Linked DNA regions of Mus musculus: region 1 is linked to region 2. A link is a contact called in public HiChIP or PLAC-seq data. All regions are on one chromosome and are shown on one strand. The core of a region is the stretch at or near the end of the contact, and the rest is flanking DNA. Distances in the headings are between cores, read along the strand shown. Region 1 holds the start of 4933432I03Rik (RIKEN cDNA 4933432I03 gene). Region 2 overlaps Gm34589 (a long non-coding RNA gene).

What was found. HiChIP or PLAC-seq counts read pairs in DNA pulled down with a chosen protein or histone mark.
Region 1: an H3K27ac HiChIP or PLAC-seq map of microglia shows a contact between it and region 2, with 8 times the contacts expected there. The contact joins the promoter of 4933432I03Rik here to the enhancer-like site in region 2. A contact is called at or near these places in 3 of 115 datasets of contacts at active chromatin or transcription factors (bone marrow-derived dendritic cells, memory CD8 T cells and microglia) and 2 of 9 other capture datasets (adipose tissue and liver).

What each region holds. Positions count from the first base shown.
Region 1 is chr14:103,032,284-103,035,216 of GRCm38.p6, forward strand. 4933432I03Rik (RIKEN cDNA 4933432I03 gene) reads right to left here and starts at 1,520. Exons shown (of 3, transcript NR_045657.1): 1 at 1,442-1,520; 2 at 484-663.
Region 2 is chr14:102,821,464-102,824,274 of GRCm38.p6, forward strand. It overlaps Gm34589 (a long non-coding RNA gene), which reads right to left. Exons shown (of 7, transcript XR_383704.1): 5 at 1,555-1,928; 6 at 923-964. Among named protein-coding and RNA genes, the nearest start is that of Gm34589, 12 kb to the right of the region's middle. Within about 2 kb of position 1,253, at least 2 of the 459 cell types and tissues checked have an H3K27ac peak or open chromatin away from gene starts, as enhancers often do. A contact at or near this core is called in microglia, where this site is marked.

The sequences.
Region 1 (2,933 bases), core at 270-2,769, 210 kb after region 2:
GCAGAGAGAAATAGATGACAAACTAAATCTATAAACAGTACAAGAAATTTCCTTGAAACTCAATGAAGAAACTTTTGGTGAAGGAAAAGGACTTGACTTTTTAAAAAGTTGACGATGTGATGTGGCAATGTCAAAAGGATGAACCCTGACCTTCCTTTGAGGATCCCTACCAATATTCCGCATGAGCTACACTACCATTGTAAGTTTACATACAGCTCAAATTATCATAACACGCCTTACTTCTATTCTGCCTGCTTCCAGTACAAAAAGCATTGCTGCATAGACTATTTAGAGGGTAAATTTGTTTTTAAATAAGCAAAAGTCCGTTTTATTCTCTTTTTATCAAGTATCCAGCTGCAGATAATCCTTTAACCATTGATAGTTAACTAGGACTCAGTCTGCAGATAATCCCTCAACCATCCATAGTTAACTAGGACTCAACACCACACTATTGCATGCCCCTGAGAGAGCCACCCACAGTACCTTTCTTGAAGGTAGAATAATAATTCTGATGGATTATCAGACGTCTGAGTATCCTCAAACAGGTCTCACAAAACACTGTGCCGAACTGACTGCACCCCAGATGGTTTTATAGCCAGGCATTCATTCATTGGTCCCTATTCTTCACTTTGTAGTCTGGAGACTCAGTTATTTTCTGCAAACCTGTAAAATTCCACCCAAATTTTAATGAATCGGTAAAGAATGCAGAAGGGACACATATGTATGCAAAGCAAACACAGACTCATGACTTCTAACAATGCAAAACTTAATTCAAAGTAAATTCATGCTTTTAACTAAATTTATTTTCCTGCATATGCACTCACAAACACACACACACACACACACACACACACACACACACACACACGTGTGCAAACATATGACTCATTTGCACTGGAAATGAAGAACACTACACTTTATTCTTTCTATTGTGACTGACATAAAAATATCAGCTCTGCAGTGATTCGGTCATCTTTATTTTTATCACCTTTGTTAAAATCTGGTTTCCTTTTCTTCCATAAGGACTGGGGAGTACAGAGCCAGGACAATGACAGGAAGAGGGAGAGAGAGCCAGGGAGCAGGCTGTGACCACTGTCCTCTTAGGGAAACCTGAATCCCTGTACTTTCGCCATCTTCAAAAGGGCTTCCATAAAGACTGTGCCCCAAGTGAACAAACCTAGGCGTGCGGGCGGTTCCTGCCGCTGAGCTTCTAAGACACCAGCTGCTTGCTGCGAACTGAAACCAGGGTCACACAGAGGTTGACTCATCAGGTTTTGCTCAATAGTATCACAGGAAAGAAGATGTCAGAGAAAGGAAACCGAAAAGCAAGCACCCCGCCCCAGGTCAGCAATTCAGACTGCTACAAAATTAAACACATGATTTTTTTCAATTGATGGACTGAGTGTGGCCTAACACCCGCCCCAGTATGAGTAACTCTTACCCAGTCAGAAGCAGGCACTCTAGGACAGATGGTAGTTCTTCCTCCACATTGCGCTTGAGCAGCAAGAAGGGATTTGGGGGTAAGGGTAGGGTAGAGAATCTCCGCCCTTCCTGGGTCTCAGTCTTGCCAGGGTTTGGGTTGGAGCTTCAGCACTGAGTCTGTATTCTCTAGCCTTCAGATTCTTCCTGGCTGCACCCAAGAGATCCCTGGGTCTCCGATTTATCAACTGTTTCTCCCAGGGCCTGTCAGCCTCCACAGTGTTGTGAACCAACCACTGTAATGAGTAAATAACACGCCCCTCCCCCTCTATTCTTTCCTCCCACTCCCCCACATACGCTCACATTCTCCCCCCCCCCCCTCCACCCCATCTCTCATATACACACACACGCGTGCATATATGCATACATATGCCCAGTTCTGTTCCTCTGGAGGACTCTAACACACTCTGAAATAAAGCGTCCAAGGATCAGAAAACCTGGAGATTCTGAGCCACGTGGCTCTGTAACAAGGTCAGTCATGGGGCTTACAATGGCGCCGCCAGTCAGCGAAGATCTCTGAAGATGTGACCAGCAGTGGCTGGAGGCAGTTTCAGTTCCACTCTGTGGGTCCCCACAGGGCTGCAACCAACACTACCTTGTTCAAGGAGACTGATCAACGTAATGGTGTTTTTTCTGGAAAACAAGAGCTCTGGCTGCTATTTTACTCTAAAAGAACAAAGAAATGATGTTTATCAAAAGTTGTAAACGTTTAACCATGTTGATTTATAATGACTGTATAAAAACATTAAGTGGCACATATTGTGATGGGATAGTGATGTTTTGGCATAAGTACACATGTACAATGTTGAAATTAATTAACTATATCCCTCTACTCAAGCACTGATCGATTCTTTTGTGTATGTGTGTGTAGGGGGGCATGCATGGGTGTCCATGCGCACATAGAGGCAAGACACTGACTTTGGATGTCTTACCTCAGTTGGCCTTCACCTTAGTTTTTGAGATAAGATCTCTCTGAGCCTGTACATTTCTGATTGGCTAGATGATCTGGCCAGCAAGCTCTGGGGCTCCTCCTGTCTCCATCTCCAGGGCTGGGGCTACAAGCCTGCACCACCATACTCTGATTTTTATGGGGATGCTGGGGATCCAAACCCAAGCCCTCATGCTTGTATGGCAAGAATTTTACTGACAAAGGGCTTTCCAATAACATCATATACTTACAGTAAAAGCAGTTAAATCCGTTCTCTGGGTTTTTGAAATGTATAATCTATTGCTGTTGTCTATACCTCACTGTTCAACAGCAGACCAGAGCTTGTGCTTGTGACAGTTTGCTCATTCTTGCTTGCTTGTATGTTTGCTTGGGTTTTCTCTTGAGGTTTTCATTGGTGTTGTTTGTTTTCTTTTCTGCCAGAACTTTTTTTTTTTTTGCGCCTACCTAACTAATTTATTTCCCATTGATCAACCTGTCCCCATAGCTTCTCTCTCTTACTCTCTCT
Region 2 (2,811 bases), core at 3-2,502:
CAAAGGGAAACACTATGATCTTAAATGGCAGATGACCTGCTGACTGAAGCGGCAACGCAGAGAAAATAGGAATGTTTGATTCCTCATCCTTCCCCCTTTAGCCCATGATTCAAGGTTAGAGATAATAAATAGTAGCAGAGATGGAAGGATACATCACTTGGTGAAGGGCAGCCTAGCTCTCTGTTTGTGGTCTCACAAGTTGACAGAACTCACGATCTGAAACCAGGCAGGGTTTAAAAAGCAAAAGTCAACATGTGTACCCCAAATCAAAGAGGCATTTAACAGAAGTAGCAAAGCAATGGCCTTGGCGGGGCTTAGGGTGGTGCCCTGTCCTGCATGCATACTTCATAAGCCTACTAGCCGAAAACTGAAGTGACATTTTCCCAAATAAACCACCATTAAAGTTGTCACTAAGATGGATAGAATAGGGATATGGTTGGGCAGAGAAAATGAGATTAAGGAGTTAAACACCAGGGAGAGAAGGCTTAAATGTGTGAAAGGGCAAGTGTAGAAGAGAAATAACCAGAAAGAACACTGACGAAGGCTCTTGCATCAATCTCCACTCATCCCCTCTCCCCAGAGACTTCACTGCCCCTCACATCAGCACCCTGGAGACCAACCTTCTAACTGTCAGGTGTTATCTATACTGGCAGCATCCTAAGCTCAGGGCCAGGCAAGGGCATGCTGGAGAGCTTTAAGTTTTCACGGTAACATCTATTATTTCCTCTTCCTGGCCCAAGCCCTGTCTTCTCTATAAAAGATATTTCTCATTCATACTCACAGAACTTCTGAGAGACAAAACAACTTGAAGACTTTTTGTGCAGCTGAAGGCATCCCAAACCCAGTCTACAAAAAACAGGGATGGACCAATGGTTAAAGCAAGGGCTCTATACCAAGGCCATCACTCGGAAGGAATACTTACCCCACAGTGAAGCACTCTCTTCAGTGTCCAGCTCAGCATTAACTTGAAGACAAACAGAAAAAGCAGAAAGAGCCAAATGACAAAGCCAGAAGCCATAAGAACAATGATCAGGGTATATCATCTTATTGAAGATTTCCAAAGAGGATAACTGAGTTCTTCCCAGCAGGAAAGGATAATTACTGTGAAACAATCACCACCGTTTGTTTCCCTTCTTTTCCTAAGCAAGATTTTTAATCATGCTTACTTTCTTCTCCTCTGCTACAGTACATGGGGTGAGCCTAAGAAGGAACTATGCAGTCTGGTTTCTATGACGCTACAGAGCCACATAAAGCCACATGGGCACCCTGCTGAAAAGGTCCTCTGCATGGAAAGTGCAGGGAAGCTATCAACTTGAGTCATGGTCCAAATTGTACCTGAACCCAGGACATAAATTCTAGTCTCCAGCATCCCCAAATAGGAATTCACTTGAAAATATGGTAATTACATACACAATTACAAACCATATGAATGAGAATAGGCCCACAGTCCATTATAACTGCTGCCCATATAAAAGTGAAATTTGTAGGCAGACAACGCAAGGTAAGAGCACCCTGTGAAGACGAGTCAGAGATCAGGGTGATGTCATTACTTACTGTTGCAATGGTTGCTAGGGTGTCATGACCATGTGATGGAATGAATGGTGGAGACCCATGAAAGCACCAAGCAACAGGCATAGGAGACCTGAGCCACACAGAAAGAACCCAAAGAATTCTTGAATTCTTGACTAGAAAAGGCACACATCTCTGGGTGTGAGCTCTGTGCTTCAGGAGTTGGAAGCTAAGTCCAAAGAGGTGGAGAGGAAAAGGCTGCTTCTCTGCAGCCCAACCTCCATCCTTTCACCAGAGAGCTGTAGGTGCTCCGAGATATGAAGGCCAAGCTCCAAAACCAGGAGAGAGAAGCTGACAAGATCTTGAGAGTCACTGTCCAATCTGCCTTGTATGTGACCAACTTTCTCATCCAATTGGTTCTGTAGAATGGGGTTAAGAATATAACAGTGTTGAATAAATAGTCCATCCCTGCCTCACCATGGCCCATCCCATCTACCTGGACAGCACTCTATAAGAAACTTATAAAATGTCTATTTCTAGAGCCTGGTGAACACCGACTAGCAGTCCTGTCTGGTGGACCACATTCTGCACATACAGAAAATGGGTATAGGGTAGAGAAAACTCTTCAGCTGTGGAATAGGTTTAAAATAAAGTATTTGCTGACACTAGTGTCTGAACCTTAACTCAGAACACAAAAACATAAATAAAGCCAGAAGGTTCTAAGAAGAAAGCATCTTCTCCATGATTGCCTGGTTAGTAATGATCACAAAAACTACCAGAGTCACAAACTAGCACAGGCTGCTGCCCATGCTATGTCTGAAAGGACATAATCCCAGCAGCTGTCAGCTATGCCTCAGACTGATGCTACTCTTGCTATTATTTACTGGGAACAACGTTTATTGTCTCATATATCTGACGTCATCCTTTCTACTGTCTTTGAAAGCTCTCTAGCGCCTTGGTGTCTTGTCATTTGCTATAGAATTCATATGCCCTTGACGGTGTCTCTGCTAGTTCAAATAACTGTTGTTCTTCTATTGGAGACTCTCTCTGTAGTTTTCTTCGGATTGGACAGTCTGGAGACACACGCTGAAAACATGACATATATAATCTACCACATGTTCCCACCATGATGGTCTGACTCATCCCAGGCATCCAGACCCACAAGGATGGGGCTAGAAAGATGGCTCAGGGGTTAAAGGCACTCGGTTTCCCAGAAGACCCAGGTTTGGTTCCCAATACCCACACAGCATCTCACAACCATCTGTAACTCCAGTCCCAGAGGATGTGATACCCTCTTCTGGC